Linked DNA regions of Bos taurus: region 1 is linked to region 2. The links are chromatin contacts, called in public Hi-C maps. All regions are on one chromosome and are shown on one strand. The core of a region is the stretch at or near the end of the contact, and the rest is flanking DNA. Distances in the headings are between cores, read along the strand shown.

Region 1 (5,371 bases), core at 2,072-4,571, 270 kb after region 2:
GCCACATCCCTGGCTCTCTGCTTCTTTAGCAGAGGACTCCTCCCACTTACTCCCAACAGGAGGGTAGAGGCTTGGTCACCAAAAGCCCTGGGTGTATGAATAGAAGGCAAGCCTGTTGGGTACCTAGCTCAAGGCGCAGGGCAGGCCCATTCCCAGCCAGGGCAGCGTCGTGGGCAGCAGGAAGTGCAGGCAGGCTGTTGTGGAACTCCCAGCGCTTCATCTGCAGCTGCTGCAGCCAGTACAGCATCGCTTGCTTGGTGGCAGCCTGAGAAGCACAAGGGTTAGTTGGCAAGGCCCTGTGCCCACACGGTGGGACTGGGTGAGGGATGTGAGAAGGTCATGGGAAGTTTGGCAACTCTCTCCTTCCTGAGAAAACAAAAAACAAAACAAAACACTGCCACTGTGGATAGGTGCCCATCTTTGAAACACCACATGCTCCTCAGTCATAGAAGATAACCAGGCTCTGATCTTCCACTCAGAGATATCTTAACCTTTCTGGGCCTCAGTGTTTTCATCTGTACTATGGTGATGATAACACTCGGTCCATAAGGTGGTTATAAGGGTGAAATGAGGGAAGGAAAGTGTCCAGCAGAGTTCCTGACATGCAGCAGGAGCTCCAAATGTGCTCACTGGATAAAAGAGTTTGGAGACATTGAGAGAGAGGGAGAGAGCTTTGAAATTCTGACTTGGCTGGGGCCCGGGTAGCATCACTACCTTCTTGTGTGACATCTCAGTGTCCTAGTCAACTTTGTGGAGTGAGGAGAATCCCCCCCTTTCTGAGGATGATACGACTGGGACCTGGAAAGTCACATGCGCTCAACAACAATTCAGTGGCACCTCCAGGCAGCCCACACAAGGTACACCTGACACTGGTCATCAGTCCCCTGGTACTGGATGGTCCACACACCTACTCTCACATCCATTACGTTGCCTGATCCTCCACTGGGGAAGCAGGGCAGGAGTGCTTGGCCCCTGCTATAGATGGAGAAACTTGGAGAAACTAAGGCTGTGAGGTGGCCCAGGCAGGTGGTGGTAGAGCTGGTCCCAGAACCCAGGTCTCCCACTTCTAAGCCAGAGACCTGTTATAATTTATGGCCAGGAGAGTGTGACTTACAGAGAGAAGGCCTGGGATCAGATGGGCTGCAGAAGCTGGGCAGCTCGCTAGGATTGGAAGGTAAGCCTCACAGAGATGACCACAGTCAAGGCCGTGTGAGAATATAAGCAAGCAACCAGGGCAAGCCCTCTTCTCAAGAGGGCCAGGGGTGAGGTGTGCAGAAGGCAGGAGGCTCCATGAAAGGGGCCCTCAGCCTGCCATGGAGGGATCAAATCAGATAAAATGCTGTCCACCATTCTCTTTCTATATATCAAAGCTTTCCCTGAGAGACCTCAGCTTCTTCCAGGGCTTCACCATGACCTTGTGCTCACAAACTCCCACTCATACCCAAACATCCCATTTTATTAATTCTCTGGACATGTGTATATTGAGCATCTATGGTATGTGTCAGGGACTGTGGTAGGCAGTGGAGACACTGGTGAGCCCACATGGCCCCTCTCCTCTTGAAACTTAAGAATCTACCAAGGGGACATATGACTGCATGTCCTGTTGTTTCCTCAATTGGGGTTCCCTCCTGTCAGTGACTGGCCCAACCAGGCAGTCAGCCAGTTACACAAGCCATCCTTGACTCCTCTCTCATATCCATAGCCACCTGCATATGTCTCCTTCCCCAATGCTACAGCTCAGCCATCATTTTCTCCTGATGGACTGTCACCCACCCCCCACTGCAGCCTGGTCACAAGACTGGCCTAGTCATTAAAGTGCAACTAAAAGCTGTGAGCTATATCCAGGGGGCTCAATAGATTCTCCATTGGCTGGAAGTAGAGGTGGGAGGGAAGCAGTCTACTGGCACACTCCTCTCTGAGTGTGAATTCCAGAACTCCTAGCCCACACCAATCTTTCTTTCCAGTTAAGTTCTAGGCACTTTCACTGGACAAGAAGTTTCTGACCTTGGTTCTGTTACTATGTGTGCTCAGTCAACAAATACGTATTGTGCACCCACTAGATGCCAGCAGTAGTATAGGCTGAGATTAATTCCGCAACTTGTGATGTGCCAGGTGCTTACATACCTTGTTTTAGTCTCACAAACTACCTCGGTACTAAGAGGTTAACTTGCCCAGAGTCACACAGTTAGTAAGTAGCTGATGCAGAATTTGAATCCAAGCCTGTCTGATTTCAAAGCGCATGGCCTTTGCAATGCTTCAGGCTTTTCCAGTTAAATATGATAATAAAACAGAACTTACTGATGAGAAAACAGGTTTGGCTATGCTTCAATGAACAATGTAGGTTGATCAGTGAAACCTAAGTGTTTATCTCCCAATCTCTGCCAATGTTTTCTCAGCATTCACTCCCCTTGGCTACAACATCAAGAAAAGTAATTCAGAATCCAGGCCTTGAAAGAGGATTGTAAAGCTCATATCTTGACTATACTTCAGCCCTAAGTAAGAAAGTTATGGTAACTGCCTAGTTTTTTGTTGTTAAGCTGGTTAAGTTTTGTCTGACTGTTTTGCAACCCAATGGACTGTATCCTAAAAGTTTTGATAAGGTACTGAGAAGTAGGGAAGCTATGAGATTCCAAGTGTGGGCTACACTACTTTTTAGTGGTGTGACTCAAACCAGTCCCTTTACCCCTTTATGACTCAGTTTTTTGATCCGTAATATAGGTCCATCATCCCGGCCTTTACTGCAGGAATCTAATGAGGAAATGGGTGTGAATGCGCTTTGAAAAACACAAAACCCTGGGCACCCAGGGTTCACTGAGGTGATCGGGGTCGGTGATTATGGTAAGTTTATTGTGACCACCCACCCGTGCTCAGCGGTGCCCTGGGATCCCATCCCGGCCAAAAAGGGAAAACAGTGCTCCATTTACCTTCAAGGTAATTATCCTGTTGGGAGTCTTGATTTCGAAAGTCCCCTCCTCGGCGTCCGCCTTGCAATCAAACACCGCACTGGAGAGGTCGATGCTGTCCAACGGATTCGCATCCTGCGCGGTCCGCGAATAATACAGGTGACATTTCCTCTCGTCGAAGAAGAACCAGCGGGATTTCCAGCCCCGGATGGGCCCCTTGCCACCAAACTTACTTAAATATCCACAAAGCTTTGGGGGGGTCGCCTCCAGGGGCCGGGTACAGCCCTCCGACTCCTCCGAAAGCGACACCTCGGGAACCTTGGCCGAGCCAGCAGGCTCTTCGGACCACGGGACGGAGGAACCAGACTCCGCGGGGCTCTCCTGCGCGCCCTCCATCGCAGAGGGACTGGAGGTTAGTGGCCCAACCCCACTCAAATCTTGAAAACTCAGGTGATAACCTTCCAAAAGGGAGTGATCCGACGGGGGCGGGGCCAGTGGCGACCCGCCTCCAGGAGACGACGGAGGGACTCGGTTGGCTGCAGCTTGTGAGCCTCATAGATCGAAAGCCCAGTAGGGGCGGATGGCCACGCCCATTCGGACCTCGGCCGCCAGGACACGCCCCGGCACGCCCTCTGCCGGCTCCTCCTTTCCCGCCTACTTCAGGCTTTTCCTCGTTGCCTGTGCGCCATCTTTACTGGGGGCAGCTTCCGGCATGAGGCAGTCCACAGGTTGAAGGCGTGGTGTCTCTGAATTAGTTAACCCGCGGAAGGGAAGCTGAAAGAGACGCGGGTCCTCCGGTACACTGCTCTGGTAACTCGCGTAATGGCGTGGAAGGGTGGTCCTTTCTCGCGCCTCATGGGCCTCCCGCCTTTTCTCCCCAGGTACCGCTCCGGTCACCGTCGGACGGCGGACCGCGCGGCTATTGGCTGAAAGGGACGCCCTGCTCAGTGTCGCCACATCCGGCACTGCTCTCGGCTTGTGGGGCTCGTTGGCTCAGTACCCGCGGCTGTTTATTCGTGATTCACCCCTGACCGCGGCGGCCTCTCCGCCCTCCGTCCCAGCCTCCTTTTCTGGCTGCTTGCGTTACCTGGGGCGCCTGGTCCGGCTGCTACCCTGACTGGGGCTGGACTCAGCAAATTGTTTACACAGACAAATAGGCCCTGATTAACTCGTTCAACCTCATGTCTCATTCTACCACTTGACCTAAAGTTTTTCCCCTTCCCTCCTGTCAGGCGCATCTCTTCTCTTAGGCTGTAGAACCCATTTCTGTCCACCTCTTTCGAGGCATCACGGTGCCCTAGCCCTTTCTTAGCTCCTCTCCCTTTAGCTTCTCTTTCTCTGCTGCTGCTGCTAAGTCGCTTCAGTCGTGTCCGACTTTGTGCCCACCAGGCTCCTCTGTCCCTGGGATTCTCCAGGCGAGAATACTGGAGTGGGTTGCCATTTCCTTCTCCAATGCATGAAAGTGAAAAGTGAAAGTGAAGTCGCTCAGTCGTCCTCGACTCTTAGCGACCCCATGGACTGCAGCCTACCAGGCTCCTCCATCCATGGGATTTTCCAGGCAAGAATACTGGAGTGGGTTGCCATTGCCTTCTCCAATCCTTAACAAAATTCTCGTTTCCGGGTAAATTATGCCCAGAGACTGAGACTGTCTTTGCCAGTACAGTAATTTTTTAAATACAGGTTCACTGCAGAAATTATAATTTATAGTAACAGTATTTCCCAAGTTCCTAGTATACGGGATAATGTCTCTTAATAAGCAAATGAAAAGAAGTAACATCCTCCCAACTGTAAAAGGGCCACAAGGTTAAAACTGTTTTGATAGATGATTTCTAAAACTGTTTTTCCTATCTTCCCCTTGTGTTGCTGGGAACTAAATTTGCATTCTTTGTTACTGATTAATGCTGGCGGGCCTTCTTGCTAGTTTTGCTTGTTCCTTTTAACCCCAGTCTCAAGACTTTCCTTAAATACTCCTGGTTTCTCCCAGAAAGCAGGACGGTAATTTTCAGGAAGTTAGTCTGCTACTGTCCTCATTTGCTGTCAAATCAATAAATTTCGTTTTCCTCTATCCTTAGAACCTTCCCATTATCTTCAGTCTGTATTGGGAAGGAGGACTGAATTTTCATTACAAAATCAGTGATATGTTAATTATACTGTTGTTCCAGCCAAAGGGGGGTTTGAAAGCAATAAAATCCAAATTTAGTTCAGGTGTACCTTTCTATGAGTTGGTTCCTGGTATAGTCAGTCATTCCTTCCAGTTGGGTATCAGGGTTAGGACCTATTACCAATGTTGGTAGAGGTTGCTCCCGAGGTTATTCCTCCAGGGACCCTTACATGGCTTGTGCCACTGCCTACAAGGACTAGCACTGCCAGGTTAGGAACAGATCTCCCTTCTTTTCTGAATTCAGTTCAGTTTAGATGCTCAGTTGTTTCTGACTCTTTGTGACTCCATGAACTGCAGCACGCCAGGC
Region 2 (5,982 bases), core at 573-3,072:
ATTAAATTTATGCACACTCAACCCAGATTTGAAATCTGCTGAGCAAAAAAAATCATGGTGATAATTTTCCTTAGTCTCCTAAGCAGGATAGCTGAGCTTTCACTTTTGTGCACCCAAAATGTCACTTTCTATGCTCAGTGTAGAAAGTGAAAGTCAGTCGCACAGTCCTATCCAACTCTTTGTGACCCCATGGACTGTAGCCTGCCTGGCTCCTCTGTCCGTGAAATTCTCCAGGCAAGAATACTGGAGTGGGTTGCCATTTCCTTCTGCAGGGGATCTTCCCAACCCAGACATCGAACCTGGGTCTCCTGCACTACAGGCAGATTCTTTACCAACTGAGCCACTAGGGAAGCTCAACGTAGACGTGAATTCAATTCCTTGTCATTTTTCTCTCACAATGCAGGCATGGTCACTGAAAGGCATGACAGTCCCAGCATTCTCAGAAGCCACACGTAGCCAGAGCACTACCTAAAGGCAGGGGAGGGTGCCTCAGGCAGGGGCGGGTATCACACACCCACAAGTAAAAGTAACGCTACTTTCTGTAGGAGAAATGGGAGAGCCCTTGTGAGAACAGTGAAGCAGGTAGACTAAGGTCAACACCATCACTGGGAAGAGGCTACCCCATTCCCCAGGTTTGTATGTCAGTAAACACAGGAAGCGGAAAAATTTCCTATCTTTATAACACTATGGGTGTGTTATAATTTTTTTAAATATATTACATACAAAACTTAAATAAAAGATTAACTGTGACCTAATTTTTAATAGCTGCCACATAACATACATCCAAACAAAGACCAGGCTCTTCCAGGAAGGCAGGTGCTTTACAGAATGTTGTCCCTGTTCAAAATATCATCTGGAGTGGTAGTGGGGGGTGGAGGTGCTGTCTTTATCCTTCTGAAAACAAATTCAGATTTTAGAAAACAGCCAAATACCACTCTGGACTATGTCCAATTAAAAAGTTGGTAAGTAAAGTCATGAAATACAATCTCTGGTCAAAAACTGAGGACTAATTATGCAGTGCTAAGATTCCTTTCGTGTTTGGTACATAAAACGATTCTAAGGCCACTCTAAAAAGAAGAGTTCCCAAGACACCACACTCTTCAGTAACTGTTTCCTGTAGAAGCTCCGGGTCTTCGTTTGGCTGTTCATTTGGCGCAGGTGCCCTTCCCTCACTTCCCTGCCTACTTATGTTTCCAAGCTCAGCCCAAATACTTACCCTTTCCTCCAAGAAGCCTTCTCAGATTTCCTCCCCAAGGAGCTAGAAGCCTCCCCAGATTTTCTGCTCCCCAAGTCAGAATACACTCTCCTTCCTGTTCCCACAGCACTCTATTCCAGTGCCAATCCCACCTCTCCATTCCAACATCTTTTTATCCTTTCTACACTCTAAACTTTCTGAAGTCATTTCTTATTTCTGTCCTGGCTCAAAATTCTGCTGCTATAAATCAATCAGCCCCCATTTTATAGTTACAGTTCATTATTTCTCTTTTTAACCACTTTTTAAATCAGTAAGACATAATGTAGCCTCTCAATGAACTACAGTTTGAAAAACACAAAACTTTCCAAAGTAGGAAGCACTTCATGATAACCACCAGACAAGGGGCAAATATATGGTACCTTTTAGGCAGCACTGCTTTGTTCTACCACAAAATCCTTTTTTTTGACTTTCCTTGGGAATTCCCTGGTGGTCTACTAGTTAGGACTCCAAGCTTTCACTGCTGAGGGTGTGGACTTAATCCTTGGTCAGGGAACTAAGACACTACAAGCCATGTGGGGCGTGACCCCTCCAAAGGAAAAAAAAAAACACCCAAAACTGATTTCCTCTTCCCATGAACTGTGCTGCCGCTGTTTAGTCACCAAGTCACGTCCCACTCTTTTGCAACCCCATGGACTGTGGCCCGCCAGGCTTCTCTGTCCAGGGGATTTCCCAGGCAAGAATACTGCAGTGGGTTGCTGTTTTCTTCTCAGGGATCTTCCTGACCCAGGGATCGAACAGGTGTTCCTGCATTACAGGTGGATTCCTTTACCCATGAGCCATTAGGGAAGCCCCCCCACGAACTAGATGCAGTGATTAAACAACGTTCATAAAACTTTTAAAATAAAGAGATCAATTTAAAAATTAAATGTCCTGTTTAAACATAAGGCCTTAGGATAGAATGAGAAGCACAACCGCCCAGTGGCAGGTGAAATCTGACATCTCCTTGGCAACGATAAACTGGCCACTTCTTACTGGAACTACTGAACCCACTTCTTAATGGGCCCTTCCTTCATTCTAGACAGCTGCTTGGAATCTGCTTGTGGGCTTGAAAAACCAGATAACAATGTTTGTTAACATTATGTATTAAACAGGTGCCAAGTAAAAGACCTGTGGCGGCTCTTCTGCAGTGCTGGGACTTTACAGGGACAATTCCTGTGGTAAGACACTCTTTCCTTCTTACTACTGGGCTCGTGCCAAAGGCTGAGCTATTGACCACCTGACAGTTAAAATAAGATGAGACATTTCTCTAGTCAGCGAGTGAAACAGATGAAAGAAAATCTACCTAAGTATAGAACAAGCACAACTTAGCGTCTGAATGCCATTTGAGAACTCCAAGAACTACCGCTACGAGTTGACAAGAGGCCCTATTCCTGAGCAGCAGCTGTCCTCAGTAAACACGTGACTGAGTGGCTGGGACTCTGTGCTGAACAGTTGCTGACTGAAAGCCATCAGATGATGACATTGTCCAAGTTTGATTTTATACTCCTACGTTTCTTTACAAGTCATAATGACCAATACTCTATATACCTGCCCTCAGAAATAGCAATTTGGTCTATGGCCATACCACCCTGAACATGCCTAATGTCATCTTGGAAGCTAAGCAGGGTCGGGCCTGGTTAGTATTTGGATGGGAGAAACACCAAGTTCGCCAAATCTCCTAGCAAAGGCTCATCTCTTATTCACAAACAAGAAGTGGAAAGTACCTGGTTCACCTGAGCTGAGGTGCTCAAGGTCCATCTCTGCGTGAGGAGTAAATCGGACTTCCAAGGTGGCCACAGGGGCATCTCTCACCCAGGCAGGGACCACGCTGCAGTGGGCTGCACCGGCCACCCTGGAAGGAGCCTTGGGGGACATCTCTGGGTCGTGTCCTTCTGGGGCCACTGCTTCTTCCCCTCTCTTCAGCCTGCTGTCTTCTTGTTCCTCTGAAGGGCTCTTCTCCTGGATACGTGGGCCACTTTGCTCTTGTGCCACCCTGGGACTGGATTCTTCACCCAATTCTGCCGCTCTCTCCCTTGGCTCAGGTGAGCTTTGCTGGGTGTTTGCTGCGTCATCAGATCCCGCAATGTTTTCCCCTGAAGTTCTATCTTCAGGACATTTGGGTTTCTCCGTAGTGCAGCGGCAGGGCTGTGATTCCTTGTACTCTGAGAGCTGTTGCCAGTCACAGCTATCAGTCTTGCCTTCAGACTGGGACACGGTTTTCGGTTTATGTTGGTTATTCCGTAAGGTGAAGTCCCCTGAAGACTCAATCAAAGTTTGCGGTGAGTCATAATCAGCTATGTAGGGCTTTATGTCTAGTACAGGTGTGCCATGAATCATGTCAATTCCAGAAAGGTAGACAGCTCCACCTGTAATGTGAAAAACATCTTAGAGATATTAACAATGAAGAACAGCACAAACGATTAGAGACTCAACACCATCTGCCTAAACCTCACCAGGCTTAGTCACAGTTCCTTCACGCACCAGGCTCTCTTACACTTGGTGCCAATACACACTTCTCTTTCTACCTAGAAACTCATTCTCTTTTTAACCTGTCAGACTGCTGCTTGCTCTTCAAGGCTCTCATGTAACACCTGCTTTACAGAGCCTTTCTGGCTCTTTCAGACAGAAGTGTTCTTTCCTCTGGGTTCTGCAGAGGAACCTGTGCCCAAACTTCTCCTGGAGCCCTTGCCACGTAGTCTGGCAATGGCCTGCTTAGAGTCTCTCCCCCTAGACAGTGAGTAGGCCTTCGAGCACTAGGTGGGGCCAGCTCACCTTTGCATCACTGGAGGTTTCTAACTTTGTTCCAAGTACATCAGAAAGATAGTTGCTCAGTCGTATCTGACTCTTTGAAAGCCCATGGACTGTAACCCACCAGATTCCTCTGCCCATGGAATTTTCCAGGCAAGAATACTAGAGTGGGTTGCCATTTCCTTCTCCAGGGAATCTTCCTGATGCAGGGATTGAACCCAGGTCTCCCGCATTACAGGCAGATACTTTATCGTTTGAGCTACCAGGGAAGCCCAGGTACCTCAGAGTCTTCAGCATTACCTCTGTGGGACTGACGATGGTTTCTACTGTGGCAAACAGCATCTAAGGTGGCCCTGTGATGCTCATCACCTAGTGGTGTATGATCCCCTCCTCTTGAGTATGATTTGATATCACTCCAGTGACTATGTTATCTAAGACTCCTGCATTTGCTGCAGATTCACTTGACTCTTCTTGTGGGTTTGATGAAGCAAGCAGCCACGCTGGGAGAGTCCATATAACAAGGCACTGTGGGTGGTCCTTAGGTGCTATGGGCTGCCTCTAGGAGCTGGAGGCAGCCACCAGCCAAAAACCAGCAAGAGGTCAGGACCCTCAGGATCACAACTGTAAGGAAGTGAATTCTGCCAAGACCAGAGTGGGCTTGGAAGTGGATTCTTCCACAGTCAAACCTCCAGAAAAGAACTCATTCCACATGACACCTTCACTGAAACTTGGTGAAGCTCTAAGCAACGACCCAGCTAAGCTGTGTCCCAACTCCCTAACCCATAGAAACATCATAATGTCTTAAACATGTAATAAATGTGTGCTGTTTAAACTGATGGGGTGTGGTAATTTGTTACACAGCAAGAGAAATACAATATTCCATCATATAATTAAGCAGAATATAAGTCAGATTGCCAAATACTAAGGAAAGGTCTCCTGCTATCCCACTTACACAGCTGTTGTCCAGTTAGTAGACTCTGCTGCAGAGTCTACTAACTTGACCCTTGGAAAACTGGTCCAGTGAGAATCAAAAAACCACATGTGATCACACTTGATCCTATCTTCATTTAAGAAAAACATGACTAACAAAGGAATCTGATTTCTAAAACATGCTTATTGTGAATGAACCTGGAACTTTGGAAAGAAGATTTTGGACTTTCTAAGTGATAGATTGTGCCTAATGACGTCTGCAAAAGACACGGGGTTACAAGTGAGAATTCAAGGGATTTGAAGTCAGACAAACTCTTGTCTGGATGCTGTTGGGTAAATTATCAAACATCCAAGACCTCAGTGTCCTCATCCACAATAGTCAGACTGCTACTCTATCAAGTCCACGAGCCACGATGAGATAACATACACGAACATGCTTTATAAACTGCAAAGCACCACAAAAACACTGGTTATCCTTATAATGCTTGCTTACAAGAGTGTCTGTAGTGTTGCTGTGTTTGTCTTGACCTCTTTGATTTGATCTTCCCCATTAGAATGCTAAGCTCTTCTGGAGGGCAGGGATTTTCATCTAAATTTGTTTGCCACTATATCCCCAGCACCTAGAATAATGCTTGACACACATTCAGTGCTCAGAAAATATGTGTGGGTTGCACAAACAATCATAAAATGTTCCAGTACTATTACCCAAGTTGGTTAGCCATCACAAACTGAGAAAACTCAAGTTGGATTGGCTCTAGAATTTTTCTGGAAAATCTAACCAAGGCCCTGTTGAATATAATCCAGTGAGGGAGTTCAAGCTCTCAGAAAGAACAAATGAAGTAATGGCTCTCATCTTTTTAGTCTGTAATGTACCCTTAGAGCCTTCGTAAGATCCTCAAAAAAATATCCCACAGTGAATCCTTCTCCTTTGGCCACTTTACAAACAAGCAAGCTGACGCCTGGAATGGCCCGATTTCCCATATAGCTGCCACTCCATCTTCTGCCTCTTTCACAAATGTGCTGATCAGGTTGGAGGGATTTGAGAACCAGAAGCTTTCAAAAATGAATAG

What was found. A called contact is a pair of places that touch in the nucleus more often than the background predicts.
Region 1: a contact with region 2 is called in a Hi-C map of skeletal muscle, with 5 times the contacts expected there. A contact is called at or near these places in 2 of 11 Hi-C or Micro-C datasets (liver and skeletal muscle).

Annotation. Positions count from the first base shown.
Region 1 is chr8:63,354,446-63,359,816 of ARS-UCD2.0, forward strand. It overlaps TBC1D2 (TBC1 domain family member 2), which reads right to left and starts at 3,322. Exons shown (of 13, transcript NM_001101981.1): 1 at 2,925-3,322; 2 at 124-265. The coding sequence starts at 3,299. LOC132345966 (a long non-coding RNA gene) reads left to right here and starts at 3,577. Exons shown (of 4, transcript XR_009495600.1): 1 at 3,577-3,713.
Region 2 is chr8:63,090,204-63,096,185 of ARS-UCD2.0, forward strand. It overlaps TRMO (tRNA methyltransferase O), which reads right to left. Exons shown (of 5, transcript NM_001097994.2): 4 at 2,959-3,600. Among named protein-coding and RNA genes, the nearest start is that of TRMO, 6.9 kb to the right of the region's middle.